Regions from separate parts of the Mus musculus genome. Here region 2 is linked to region 1. Evidence: chromatin contacts called from public HiChIP or PLAC-seq data. All regions are on one chromosome and are shown on one strand. Each heading gives the region's core, a stretch centred on a gene start, on an enhancer-like site or on the middle of the called end of the contact. The rest is flanking DNA. Distances are from core to core; before and after follow the strand shown. Region 1 overlaps Tpo (thyroid peroxidase). Region 2 holds the start of Sntg2 (syntrophin, gamma 2).

Region 1 (7,033 bases), core at 3,903-6,402:
CAAAAATAAGAGTTCTACAAAAGAGTTAGCTTCTGGATGACAAAGAGATTTTTCTAGCTCCTGTAAGTCTTTACTCTTTTCTTCCACCTGGCCAGGTTGGTTTTAACACAAAACAGTATTCTTTATTGCGGAAGAGGCAGGTAACTCCCCTTCAGCTGCTGGTAAGTGGAGGGCCTTTCTATCTTTTTAGGACCACCAAGGCTAGGGAACTGAGATGGTTTTGGAGTAATTGCAGAGCAGGGGTTGGTTCCTGGATAGTGTCTTCTAGCTGGGTGAATACTTGCTGAGATAGAGACAGACTATAACCCCAGCTGCTTGTGGCCAAACTCATAGCAGCCACTGAGACTGCTAGACTAATCCCAATCCTGATTGGAAGGGCTACAGCCCATCAGACCCTGCGTGAGACTTGGAGGGAAGTAGAGAACTCTCCTCTGTGTATTGGATTAGTTGGGGGAAGTAATAGAGTTGGCAAATAGGGACCATGAATGGATTAGAAAAGCCTGTGAAGACTGGGAATTGGAACGGCTTGACTTGGTACCAGAAGAAGGTTCTTGAAATTGAGATGTTAATATGTGAGAACAAAGAGAAGGACTGAGTGGTTATTGAACCGGCAGTCACCTGGTATCACCAGAGAGTAAAAAGAGGCACCGGAGGTATCGCACCAGAGGTGGTGGGGTGGAAGGGAGCACCTGGACAGACCCATGCCAAAGTGTTCCCTCTGAGAAATCAGCTTAGTATAAGAGAGAATTTATTTGGGACCTAAAGGAGGGGGTAGAGGCAGAGAAGGGAGGGAGACAGAGAAGGACAGAAAGAAGAGAGATAAAGAGGAGGGAAAGCTGGCCAGGAACATAGGGGAGAGAGAGAGAGAGAGAGAGAGAGAGAGAGAGAGAGAGAGAGAGAGAGAGAGCGCTAATGGTTCTTCTTATATATAAGCCAGGTTTGTACCTGGCTGTTGCTAGGCAACTGTTGGGAAGAGCCTAGAGGAAATGCTAAGAAGAGGTGATGGAGGGGCATGTTTTGAGGTTACAGAATGTAGAGTTTAGGGTTAAGTGGATAAGAGGCATAGCTGCCTCTCAGGGTTGCTGCAAAGGAGCATAAAGGAAGGATGAAGTTATGTTACTGTTACTGCTTCACTGCTATGACCCACTGTTACTACCATAGATACGGAGGAGACTCAGAGGTTCATTTAGAATAGTCTTCCAAAGGGCTGAGTTAAGAAAGGTCTCCTGCACCTTGGACTTGTAGAGTGATTTCAGACTGTTGAGTAAACCCCCACTATATTACCTAAAAAGATGATGGGTGTTTCCTCAAGGGATCTAAAAATTACCACTCATTTTTTGCCAGATGGGCTAGCCCTGGTCATATAGATTTAGATCTACCCCACAACCCCTTGGACCTACTCTCTAAGGGCCCCCAGATGATAAAAATGACCATACTTGTCATGGTCCACAACACAGTTGTTGAAGTTGTGTGTTCTACCCTGGTTAGAGTGCTGGTACTTACAACTTCAATATAGGCACTCATCCCAGGATGAAGAGTCAGTGCAGGCCAGGAGAAGACAAAGGTACCTGGAATTGTCACATAAATTGAAGTTGGGCTGTTCCTTACTGCTTGGGTATAGAAAGTTAGTGTCTTAGTTAGAGTTTTACTACTATGAACAGACACCATGACCAAGATAACTCTTATAAAGGACAACATGTAATTGGGACTGGCTTACAGATTCAGAGGTTCAGTCCATTATCATCAAGGTGGGAGTATGGCAGTGCCCAGGCAGGCATGGTGCAGAAGGAGCTTCGAGGTCTACATCTTGTTCTGAAGGCAAACAGGCAATGACTTCCAGGAAACTAGGATGATGGTCTTAAAGCCCACACCCACAGTGACACACCTAGTCCAACAAGGTCACACCTCCAAATAGTGCCGCTCCATGGGGCAAACATATTTAAGTCAGCACAGTTAAATCTCTGAGTAGCAGGCAGAGAGCAGACAGAAGGCAGAACGAAGGAGTCTAGTACTATGAATGGTATATATCTGGAACTTCAAGGATTGTCATGGTCCTGCTGTCTGGGAGGTTGGAAAAACAAAGTGAGCTCAGGGCAGGAGGGTGACAGAGAAGGCCATTCTCAGGAACAGGTGGGTAGTAGGAAAGCCTAAGCTTTAGTTGGCAGCTGTACTTATCAGATAAGAGGTCAGGAGCCCTTTTGAGCCGTGATAGATGGATCCAGGTTTAATTCCTTGAAGTTCAGCTGCCATTAGTGTGATAAAGATGACCAGATGTGGGCCCATCCAGCGTGAGTTGAAAGCCTGTGGGAAAAAAACTTTCAAATAAAACCAGTCTCCTGACAGTATGGTTTGGGTATAGGATCAGTTGTGGGCATGAGGGGCACAAGATCAATGTGTTCCCAGAGATGGTGTCTCAGAGTGAGAGTAAGTAAGTCGATAGTCACATAGTGGGGCTGCTTCCACATGAGGTCAATTTCCCAGACGGAAGGGATGCATGTTAACTCAAAGGTGCTGAGGAAAGAGGGGTGTGGCCTAAATTCAAGTGAGGGAAACAGGCAAAGGTTGAGTCCAAGGAAAAGGACTTTAGAAGACAGTTTTGATCAATGAATCTTAATAACTCCATTATCCCTTCCTACCTTCCCCAAGGACTGAGGTCAGTAGGGAATGTGAAGGTGCCACTGTACCCCTAAGACCCTCAAGACTAACTGAGTGACTTTAGGAATGACTGCCAGGCCATTATCTGAATATGTAGATATAGGAAGTACAAACCTGAGTAGAATATCATTCATGAGGTGGGAACAAATAGCTGCTGCAGTCTCTGATGGAGTAGGAGATGTTTCTATCCATCCTGAGAAATGTCTACCATGATAAAAAGATGTATCTGTGCTTTTTATTAGGGTGTGTGTGTGAGAGAGAGAGAGAAAGATAGATAGATAGATAGATAGATAGATAGATAGATAGATAGATAGATAGATAGATAGATAGATCTACCAGTCCTCCCTCAGAAGAGTAACCCCTGATGGGGCTGGAGAGATGGCTCAGTAGTTAAGAGCACCGACTACTCTCCGACAGGTCCTGAGTTCAATCTCCAGCAACCCACTGTGGGCCATAACCATCTGTAATGGGATCTGATGCCCTCTTCTGGTCTGTTTGAAGACAGCAACAGTGTACACACACACACACACACACACACACACTCACGGCTCCCTGTTGGGAGGTTTGGACTCAGGTGGAACATGCCTGGATGGTAGCCTTAAGGAGGGCAAAAAGGATGGTGAAATAAGAATTGGAGGAGTGAGTAGAGAGCTTGAGCCCCAATGTGAAAAGATGTGTAAATAGGACTTTGCTTGAGGGTCAGGAAGACAATCTCTGTACTGTAGAAGGAGTTACCCTTGAAAACCCATGACTCGTCCCATAACATAGAGGGCCTATCATTGGGACTCAGAGTACATAGGGAGTAAGTTTGGAGGAACCAAGAGGAGAATAGAGAAAGGATGATAGGAATGGGAATGTTGGCTTGCCTCTTTGGCAGTGCTGTCAGCAAAAACATTTCCCAAGGTTATATCATTAGTAGGTGTCTGGTGCTCCCAACAATGAATAACTGCTGTCTGATTGGGAAGGTAAGAGGCTTCTAGCAGCTTTAGAATTAGAGGCCCATTGGTAACAGTTGTCTGTCTGGTAGTGAGAAAACCTCTCTCCTGACAAATAGAAGCATGTTAATATCCAGAGACTGCCCCACCTGAGGAATCCATCCCATATATAGTCACCAAACCCAGACACTATTGTGGATGCCAACAAGTGCTTACTGACAGAAGCCTGTTATAGCTGTCTCCTGAGGGCCTCTGACAGTGCCTGACAAACACAGAGGTGGATGCTCACAGTCAATATTGGACTGAGCACAAGGTCCCCAATGAAGGAGCTAGAGAAAGAACCCAAGGAGCTGAAGGGGTCTGCAGACCCATAGAAAGAACAACAATATGAATTAACCAGTATCCCCAGAGTTCCCAGGGACTAAACCACCAACCAAAGAGTATACATGGAGGGACTCATGGCTCCAGCCACATATGTAGCAGAAGATGGCCTAGCCGGCCATCAGTTGGAGGAAAGGCCCTTGATCCTGTGAAGGCTCTATGCCCCAGTATAGGGGAATGCCAGGGTTAGGAAGCAGGAGTGAGTGGGTTGGTGAGCAGGGGGAGGGAATAGGGGAGTTGTCAGAGGGGAAACCAGGAAAGGGGATATTTGAAATGTAAATAAAGAAAATAATAAAAAATTAAGTATCCACCAAAAAAAGCATGTTAATGTAGACTATGGAAAGCATACTTAGAACCTGTGTATATGTTAGTGTAGTGGCTATTCCTGGTTGTCAACTTGACTATATTTGGAATGAACTACAATCCGGAATTGGAAGGCTCACCAGTGACCCTTATCTGGAGGCTGGGAGATCCTTATCTGGATCTTGGGATGGAGATCTTGAGCCATAGTGGCTATGGATTCCAGAAGATTGAATCTCCGAGTTTAAGGAACACACCTTTAATCTGGGGTACACCTTTCATCTGGGATTAAAGGTGTGGTGGAACACACCTTTAATCTGGGCTACACCTTCTGCTGGAGACAATATAAGGACATTGGAAGAAGGGAGCTCTTGCTCTTGCTCCTTCGCCTGCTTGCTGCGTGAGACTGAGTAACTGCTAGATCCTTGGACTTCCATTCACAGCTGCGACTGAACCATTGTTGGGAATTGGGCTGCCGACTGTAAGTCATCAATAAATTCCTTTACTATCTAGAGACTATCCATAAGTTCTGTGACTCTAGAGAACCCTGACTAATACAGTTAGGCAGTTTTGTCTAGTGCTAAGGTGAAGGCTTCTAGTGAGGGCCATGAGCTCTGCATTCTGAGAAGTAGTGTGTAGCCACCTGTGTAAGACTCTGGGGAGCCTTAGCTTACCCCCCCCCCACACACACACACACACGAGTGAACCATGTGGAGCCAGGATCCATGCAAAAAGCAAGAGGAATTTATTGTTCCAGTGCACTGGGGTTGTCCCAGACCCAAAGGAGAGGCAGTGACCACCAGCACCTGTTCGGTGAGTTTTTATGTGGTTTCCAGGGACAGAAAAGAGCATCACCAACCCCCTTTAAACTGATTGGTCTTTAGGAATGAGGTGACAAGGACTTCCCTTGTCTGAAGGTGGGCAATGGTCAGTCCTGAGGAATGTGGTTCCTCCCCGTTGTCTGAGAAATGTTAATTAGCCTCTCCCTTCCGGAGGGGCAAGTGTTTCATGACCTTCCCAAAGTTACTAAACTGACCTTTTCACCTGTAGCCATCTAGTAGCCAGGGAGAACGGATATACCTGAAAGGAGAGCTGGGGATGGAATGGGACAGACAGACGAGAAAGGAACGAAACCAAGAGAAATGTTTCTGATAAAGGTTTAATGTTTAATTTTTTTTTAATTCTAAATATATGGGGGAAAATCCCAAAGGCTAGTCCTTTGTTCTGGCTGTGTTCTGTTGCTTTGTCTCAGCTGGATTTTGTTGCAAAATAAGCTCAACAGCATCTCAATGGGTGGGCAGTCTCTCTAGACACAGCAGGAAGATGTAAATGTAGTGAGGCCAGATGCCTGGCTCCAGTCGGAGACTTGTTTAGCCAACTCAAGACTGGGAGAAGGGCACAGTAGTGCTTGAGGGTAAAGGAGAAAATTCTCCAGCCAGATCAGAGGAGAGGATGGAATCTCTGTCTTGGCAGGAGCCTGTGGAGCAGAGAGATAAGCACATATCTATAAACCAAGTATAGCCATGGCATGTCAAAGGGGAAATAGAAAGTTGTGAGTTTGTGTAGGTAAGGGTTTTATGTGACTCTGGGCAGGAATGATGAGGACAATGGCCTTGGGAAGGTGAGTGAGTAACAGGGTTAGGTAAAGGTCAGGGACCAGATGAAATATCAGGTTTTCTTTAGGATGATGAAAGAAAGCAACCAAAAGAGAGCTTAAAAAGCTTCCCAGGCCAGTAGGGAGTCTGTTGCTAGTGCTTGTAAGCAACCTCTTCATCTAACTGTGTGTCTGGATGTTTGAAAAGGTAGGTAACAAGAGCAAATGTGTGTGTCCTCTCATTTGTCCCCAAATCCCTACAGCCATTTACCATTTTTCAGTAGTGTAAAGGGTTGGTCAAGGTCTGGGAACGTGAGGGCAGGGGCCTGTGGGACTGCATCTCAGAGGCGAAGGAAAGTAGGCATTACAGGCTTACTAGGATTTAAAGGCTCAGCCAGGGAACCTCTAGATGCTTCTTAGAGGGGCTGAGCCAGAAGAGCAGTATTAGGAATCCAGGTTTAAGGTACCTCACCAGGTGAGGGACGGAGAGAGTCTTCTCCATGATGGCTGAAGGCAGGAGGGTCCACAGGTACTGTCTGTAATCAAGAGTGCGTTCACAATTATTCGTGGATAGCAGAAAGCCCAGCTTCTTGATCTAAAGAATAGATAGAAAGTTGAGCTTTAGAAGGGATGACACGGTATTCTTTGTTTCCTAGACAGTAAGAAGCTAAGCAGTATATGGTTGTGACGGTGAGAGTGAGTGATGACATAGTAGAAGGTCGTCTACATATTGGATTAAGTGGCTGTGGGCAGAGCTAGAGAGAGGAGGTCAGTGGACAGAGCCTGGCTGAAAGCCTGTGAGAACCTCTGGGGGAAGACTGTCACAGTAAGCTGGGATGCAGTACCGGTATAAGGATCCACCCAGATAAGAACAAATAGATCATGTGAATTTGAGTGTAAAGGAACGGTGAAGAAACTGTCCTTATGGTTTAGGTCAGTAAAGTAAGAGGTAGAGGAGGGAATCTGAGAGTAGAATATAGTGCTAAGTTCAACTGGGTGGATTGGAATGGCACCTGTGTTAATAATTCTGCGGTCCAGAACTGGGCAGTATGAACTGTCATGGTTTTTTAGTACAGGCAAGATAGAAGCATTGTTGGGTACATGAGTGCATGTGAGACCACCTTTATCAAGAAAGTACTATGTGATAGGTTTTAAGCCCTGTCTAGGT
Region 2 (7,670 bases), core at 2,575-5,074, 310 kb before region 1:
CTGAATATCCTTCCCAATAATCAGAAAGAACTCCAGATAGTAAGCCTGTACAATGTGGAAGGAAATAATACAATTGATGAGCAAAAAGCCAAAGTACTTTTGAAATGATCATGAATCCAAGTGTAGTGCACATTCCCCTACACACCTACACATACACACAATGACACTATAAAATTATTATCTGGCCACTCTCAATGATGGACATGGGCAAGGATCACACCAGTGGCCATCCCAACTACCCACTATCACATATGTGACATTGCAGTCCCATTGGGATGCTCTCCTGCTGGTGCTGTCCCTGTTTCTTCACACAAAGACTGAACAGTGCCCATGAGTAGATTACAGTCTCCCTTCCTGGCAGTACTGTGGGCGCTTGCTGAAGCTAGGCCACACAGTAGTTGGAGATCATACCTTGTTGCTTGTTCTGAGGGAGACCAGATGCTATCTACATGCATCCCTTGAAGGTAACTGGAGGAGAGGGATTGTGACCCGAACATAATTCCAGGGCCACCTGAGCCCAGAAGACCTTCATGGCCAGTAACTCTCAGCTCCTGAACCACAGATCCTAGGTGAGACGGCTACTCATCCTTGAGGAATCACATTTCAGAAATGGAGAACCCAATTCATGTTTATGGTCTAAAATGTACTTAGTATTTACAATATGTATTATTTAATTTTACAGTGGATAAGTCTGAAGTCATTAACTTAACCACGTGATTTAGTTAATACAATGAGAGTTGAGGCAGATGTAGCATCATGCTTTCTAGTCTAATGTATTGTGATAGCCCTAAAAGTATATATTAATAAACCAAATGAGGGAAAGAGTTCAATCAAACCCAAAATATCAAGACTGAAGCAATTCCTGGCATAGTAACACATGACCCAGAGCTAGATCTGGAGCCAAAGAAAGCAAAAGAGAATGGACATTATTAGAAACATCTGTATAATTTGAATCAGTCTTTGCTATATTAGCAAAAAAAAAATCTGATATGGAAGCATAAGCTTCCAACGGAGGGATGGGACTACAGTTTGGTTTTGAGTATCCCCCTTAGGCCCATGTGTCAAAGACAGGGTCCCTGGGGTGGCATTACAGAAGGTACTTTTAGCTATTAGTAGGCAGGCCTCATGGTTAGTCTTTTAGACATTTGCTGTGTCCCTCTGATGCAGACAATAGGACCAAGACCACTGACAGCCTCCTCTCCTTGCTTCAGAGAAATGGGGTGAGCATATCGTGTGGTTAATACTGACTATCTGCTTGGAAGAAAGCAGAACCACCTCTGGAAGACAAACTGTGGGTGTCACTGCTCCAGAGGCTGTGAGATCTGGGAGAATAAAGCCAATAAATGAGGTGGACTAAGGTCTCAATAGCCAACTTTATACAGAGCCCCAGACAATTTACACTCTGAGAGGAAAGAAAAGTCATGTGGGTAACATTCTCATGAATTCAAGCTGTATCCAGTCACAGGGACAAAGGTCATGTGGCAAAAAACCCATGTTTTCCCATAGAGGCATCAATATTTAATTGAGTTAGAGCAGCAAGACGTAATAAGTCATCTGCAGAGACTCACTGCTATCTACTACACCCAGAAGCACAGAAACACATCCCAGGAACAATTCCTTGTTTTGAAGAAACTGAGGTTGCCAGTCTCTTGTCTTATTTTCTTTGTGGTGCTCCCACAAGCACCCAGACTTCTCCTCACAGGAGACTCCATTCCTGGACTGCATTCTGACATCTGAGCATGTTAGTGAGGGAGTTTCCATATTGATTTAAGTGAGGTGGGAAGACCCGCTCTGAATGCGGCTTGCATCAGTGCACGCCGTGGAGTCGTGGACTGAATAAAAGGGAGCAATTTACTTGAGCACCGAGTATTCATCTCTTCCTTCTTCCCGACTGTAGGTGCAATGCACCAGCTTCACCCGGTTCTCAGTGCCGTGGCTTTCCTGTCACCATGGCTGTGTGAGACATTTACAGTGTTTCTGCTAACTGGAGGTAATAGTTAAGGAGACAGTGACTCACTTTGGGGAACATTCCGGAAACAACTCTACTTGCACCATGGAAACTTCTGAGTCAAACTGTAGGAAATTCACACCACATAGGCCTGCTCAGATTTTTTTTTTTTGGATGGTCAGTGTTTTACTGTTAACTTTTGTGAACTGGATCCCCACTGTTTTGGAAATGAAGTAGCAGAACTCTTACGAGCAACCCTAGCTCTTGATGCACAAAATCTGAGAAATTACAATTCAAGCCTGAACTGTATAGTTTCCCAAGGCAGCCCCGGTGCACGTCACCTATCCTGAATCAAGAAACAGAATGAGTACAGACAGGGCTCCAATGAGCACCAAGAAAGACACAGAATTCACCAAATTAATGATTAGCTTAGGTTTCAGCAAAGGATGCCCAAGTCGTTTTCTACTTGCAAAATTTGAACTAATATGCAGTCTACCAACTCTAACATGATGAATAACTACATGCTTGTCTCTCCTTCAGACTATGGGATGAGTCTTCCCTTTGTAAGAAGTCTATCTTTAGAGCTCTGATTTCTCAGAGATTGAACCCATCTACTTTGCAAGACGCAACCTCAAATGAGTTGCATGACCTCATTCTTATGCTAGGTTTTTCTACAAACAAAAATTGCTAAACATTTTTTTATCCAGTCATCTAAGGCTCGCTTTTTATACTGGGAAAGCATAAAAAGATGGTCATAACCCTCTTTGTCCATGAACCAAAGCCGCAGAATTGTAGGCAGGTGCTAAATAAGACTTGGGAATGTGGAAAGCTTTGCTCCTGTACTGCTGGGTCACAAGCCCAGGGCTGCTCAGGTTTTAGCTGTGCATGGTTTGTTTGTCCATTGTGGGCCATGAAAACCCCACATTAGACTGCCAGTCTTTCCTAATAGTGCAGCAGTAAAGATAAGCATCGCGGGGTGCTGTCCACTGGCACATACATGCCTGTGAGTGATGGGGCTGAGGTATAAGACCTGAAGAGGGAGGAAAATATGTTTGCTTTTTAGTTAAGTATTGGCAACCCTTGGGTGAGGGTGCAGACAGGCATAGACTTTTAGCCCAGACTAATTTTTATTTACATTTATACTAGTATGATATGAATCTATAAAACCCAATATCACTTTTATGACATTTCTTTTGTTACAAATTTGGTCAAATAAGAGACGTTCTTAACTGGGACTGGTGACTAAGCTGGAGCCCTTTGTGGGAGGCAGAGTGAAATTAGGGGTACAGATCCCAAGCTGCCCTCAGATGGGAACTGGAGCCTAAGCAGATGCCAAGAGAGGAAAAGACAGACATACAGGAATGGAGACCACTGAGGCTGAAGGACTTAGTATGTTCATATGCTCTCATTTTTCCCAGAAAGTGGGTCCTTAGGGTAGCCAGTCTAGGCTACTGTGTGGAAGTCCGGAGACACCAAAAGGACCCAAGGCTGTTGTCAGGACAAAGTACCACTACACTCAGAATCTAAGAAGCTTTGCCAGCAGAAGTGGCTACAGTGAAGGTATCACCAGAATCCACTGGTAATAGCTTCCTGGTCCCCCATGACCCAGGTGCCCGGTTAGCCTTCCAACCCTAAGGGATGCGCGCATCTGAGCTTGTTTCAGCTTTCTACTTTGCTGACCGAGGTGGGGGAAGTGATGGTCTCAGCAAGGAGGTGGCAACCAGCTCACAAACCAGTTCACCCCTCACTGACAGGAGGTGGAAGGGCAGAGCTGATGGGCGGGGTTACCGGGCATGAGGCGTGGCTTGATGGTAATGGGCGGGGCTTGGTGGGCGGTGAGCAGAGTAGTAGGGGCCGGGCTGCTGGGAGGTGGGCGGGGTTCCGTGCCTGCCCTGCTTGCTAGCGCAGTGGCTGCTGGCTCTGTCCGCCCCAGCCCGTCCACAGAGGGGCGCGGGCGCCGTGCTGGCGCTGGACTTAGGAGCTCCGGAGCCCGAAGCGCACGCCTAGCCGCGTGGGCGGCGATGAGCGCCGAGGGATCGCAGTCCCTGGCCGCCCCCCGCGGGCGTCCTAGTCACCTACTGGTGCCCGCGCGGGTGAGTGGGGTCCCCTGGAGGCCCTCTTCCTCAACCTCTGAGTCCCTTCAGTCTCCCTGCCTACCCTCCTCTCCCAGCGCCTCCTCCTTTCTTGAGTCCTTGTATCCCCCTTTCCGGGTGGCTCTTGTGGGCGGGGGTTGGCTCTGGGCCCTGGGCATAGTGGATAACACTAGCCCCTGGGCACCGCAATCTTGTCTTCCTTGCCTCACAGTTACAGCGTGCAGGTTTTTATTTTCTTATCTTTAACATCTGGGTCATGGGGCACAGGTGCTTTCCTTTACAGCGTGGTAACTAAGGCTTCCAGACCATGGGGTTTGGGCTCTGTCCAGTATTTCTTCCAAGGAGTGGTCTCTCTGGTCGTAGGCAGGGCTCTGGCAGCCACTCAGGCACTATGCAGGGCTTCTTGTTGTCCCCTTGATGAGGTGTGGTGCCAACTGCCTCTGTCTATCGCTTGGGCCACCAGCTCAGTATCGCCCAGAAACCAAGAGAATGCTGATGGGCCAACTTTGCAACATGTTTTTAAAAGTCTATTCTAGGTCCTACCCACCCACCCCCCTATTTTTAAAAGAAACGAAACTATTGATTGACAAAACCCTGAAATGTTGATTTAAACAAAAACGGAAAGTTCTTGGAAACCTTCAAGTTGCCACCCACACAGCTCAGCCAAGTGTTCTGGAGAGGGTGCAAGCCAGCAGCTGTTTATCATGGCCTTAGGAAGCTGTGTGCGTGTGTCCTGGGGTGCAGTCACGCCTCCTTTTTAACTTTGCTCAAGAGCCCAAGCCTTCAGCACTACAGGAGAATAAGGTCCTTTTAGGGTAACAAAGGTTTCTAAGACTGTAGGCTGGAGTGGCTGCTAACTGTCCAGTCACAAGGCTTCAGAAATAGCTAGTGCACAGTGGTATGTTTAATGTGTCAAGACCAGTGTATCTGCTTTGCAAACTGAACCATCCTACAGAGTCCCTCAACATCGTCCACATTTTGGGTGGAATGTGGTGGGATTTGGGTTTTTTGTTTGTTTTAATTATTTTTTAATACTTTGTAATGTGAGTAGTTACCCAAGTACAGCAGATGGGACTCATACCTTAGGAAATCCACTTAGATTACCTGGAAATAGAAGAAAGCAAGTGCCACTGGCTCTCTGGTGTATATCTCTCAGGACTTGAATAGAATGTCCTCCCACAGTGCATTTTGGGAATGTTCTTGCAACAAGTCTTGTTAGTAACGGTTACCATTAGAGGAAGACTTGAAGTGATTTGTTTTACTTTGAACCTCTCCGTGAGTTTTGGCAGACTTCAGTTTTAAGTGCATGCATGACACAGAAGTCTTCAAATAAGCTTGTTGAGCTCCACGTCAATCACTAAGTCGCAAGACAGTCCCAAGACCCGTTCAGCATCTTATGTGTCACGGGAACCTTGATGATGTGAGATGGCCCATCAGAACTGGACTTGAAGGGAACTGTTTGCAGTAATGTAGTGCTAAACTCCATTGTGTTGAGGTTCGGGGTTGTATTTAAAGTAAATCTGCCAAGATTGACACTTGCACATTCTCAGAATCCGAGGATTGTGTTACCTGCAGTTCATGCTGCAGTACTTGAACCTCTGATGAATGGTGTCTAACAAATCCCAGGAGCATAGACACCTTTGAAGAATTCTGCAGTTTCTTAACAATTACTGTGCATAACATTACTGAGCTTTGCAATGCCTAGCTATGCCATCGTTTCAGTTCACAGAATTTAGAGCATTTACTTAGAAAAATAATTATACTGGATCTAATGTAGTCTGACTTTTTTTCTCTCTGGCGTCAAAAGTATAATTATTCACTATAATGGCTGCTTGTTTGAATACTAGCAATTGGGCCAGATTTGGTGTCTCACACACATTTTCTGAGTTAGGCCATTTCCTAAAGTTCTGTTCTGAGAACCAACCATTCCATAGACTGAGAGTCTGCAGTTCTTAGCAGGACTTGTGTTTACTGTGTAATTTTTTTTTTATTTTTAAGTGGTCACCCTTCAATGCACAGCAGTGTGAACTGGTAAGCTGTAAATTCATAGGATGATCTACCCTGCCCATGGGAAGGTGCAGAGATTTCTAGTCGTTTTGAAGGCACGCTTCGTAAGGGAATCTCTTAGCCATTTTTTTTTTCCAGAGCCGCTGTTACTGCAGAGATAAGTTAAGCAGACACTGTAGGATCCCAATACTCCCCCTTGTTTCCTGCTCCTGTTACGTGCGTCCTTATTTCTTTCAGACACTTTTGATCTCACCAATAGAATTTCTTTTGGTGCCTGTGACATCATAGGCCAATCCCATGTATTTTAAAACAAGGAGTTACTTGATTTTTACCAGGAGACAACATGCCTCATGGTGAACATGTAAACAGGATCTAATTTAGAAACCTGAATTTACTTGTTAAAAATATCAGAAATTAAATTTGTCCCTTTTTTCTGAAATATATGTAACAACTTCTCATATCTACTTATCTGTATAGTTTTTGGTTGTAATCTAGACATATATTCCAGGATGGCTCGTACAACACACTTTTGAGAAGCCAGAGAAGGTGGCATTGAGGCACAGGATGAGGGGGGCACTGTTGAATCCAGACCCCTTGTTATTAAATGATTTCCTTCCTTCCTTCTCCCTTGTGCTGTGCTGTGCTAGTACCCAGGGCTTGCACTGTACTTACAGTATAAAGAGAAACTCACTGGTTAGCATTGGAGAAAATTAGCAACCCTCGCTGGGGAAGCCCACTTACCCCCTTCTCACCTGTAAACTCTCCAGAGCAATTCTTATTGGTCACTTGCATTCTGACACCAGTCACCCTTAGCAATCAACTGTCATTTAGAAATGACAATGTACATATGACATATTTCAGTGTAGTACGTTATGATGCTACGATATATGCATACATTATGTACACATCTAGGTAGTATGGTTCTCAGAAACTGGCTATTCAGTTAGACTGAGCGATTTCGTTGTATAAGATGAAAAAAAAAGAAGGTTTCTAAAGGCCTTCTAAGGAAAAGACATTAACAATTTCATGGAAAAGGCACTTGGGTTTTGTACTGGTGAGTGTTTCCCTTGTGGTCCAATAACCGCTGCTGCCCTGAGCTCACATAGGTTTGGAAAAGTTGCATTGCTTTCTGCCAACAGGAGGTGGCGCTGAATCCTCGGCCTTCCTGGAGTCCCATTCAGCCTGTGGAAGCCGGCTTATCCCTTCTATTTCTGCACTAAGCTCCCCTTGCGGACTTGATCCCCACTCAAGGCCATTCCTGGCTTCCTCTGGGAGCACTGGCTGTTCTTCTCTACCCCCAAGGACACACAGGGCATCTTCGAAATCCTACCCTGCCCAGAGACAACTAAAACTCTATACCATCCTGCACGCTTCAACACATGCTATTAAAATGTGCTGTGAGGGCTGTGTGATTCTTTTTCAGTTTGAATTTCCTTGTTAAACATTTCTTTTCAGATGTGGTATTATTATTCATCCGTTACATTTTTATTAGGCAAATAATTAAGATTTAAGGAAAACGACTATGCCTTTTTAGCTTATTTAAGGCTGTAATTGCAAAGTTATAAAAATGTCAGGTTATATTTTTAACACATAAGGTATGCTAATTTCAGAGATGACTTACT

The links. HiChIP or PLAC-seq counts read pairs in DNA pulled down with a chosen protein or histone mark.
Region 2: a contact with region 1 is called in an H3K4me3 HiChIP or PLAC-seq map of embryonic stem cells, with 19 read pairs. The contact joins the promoter of Sntg2 here to the enhancer-like site in region 1. A contact is called at or near these places in 14 of 39 promoter capture datasets (the 3T3-L1 cell line, 3T3-L1-derived adipocytes, cranial neural crest and 9 more), 3 of 15 datasets of contacts at CTCF or cohesin (embryonic stem cells and stem cell-derived epiblast-like cells), 79 of 484 Hi-C or Micro-C datasets (3T3-L1-derived adipocytes, the AtT-20 cell line, the HL-1 cell line and 42 more), 14 of 115 datasets of contacts at active chromatin or transcription factors (astrocytes, craniofacial prominence, embryonic forebrain and 7 more) and 1 of 9 other capture datasets (adipose tissue).

What each region holds. Positions count from the first base shown.
Region 1 is chr12:30,060,495-30,067,527 of GRCm38.p6, reverse strand. All of the region lies in intron 16 of Tpo (thyroid peroxidase), which reads left to right. Gm15691 (a long non-coding RNA gene) reads right to left here. Exons shown (of 3, transcript XR_872629.1): 2 at 6,338-6,460; 3 at 5,415-5,748. Among named protein-coding and RNA genes, the nearest start is that of Gm15691, 4.5 kb to the right of the region's middle. Within about 2 kb of position 5,152, at least 5 of the 459 cell types and tissues checked have an H3K27ac peak or open chromatin away from gene starts, as enhancers often do. A contact at or near this core is called in embryonic stem cells, where this site is marked.
Region 2 is chr12:30,369,529-30,377,198 of GRCm38.p6, reverse strand. It overlaps Sntg2 (syntrophin, gamma 2), which reads left to right and starts at 3,824. Exons shown (of 17, transcript NM_172951.3): 1 at 3,824-4,041. The coding sequence starts at 3,970.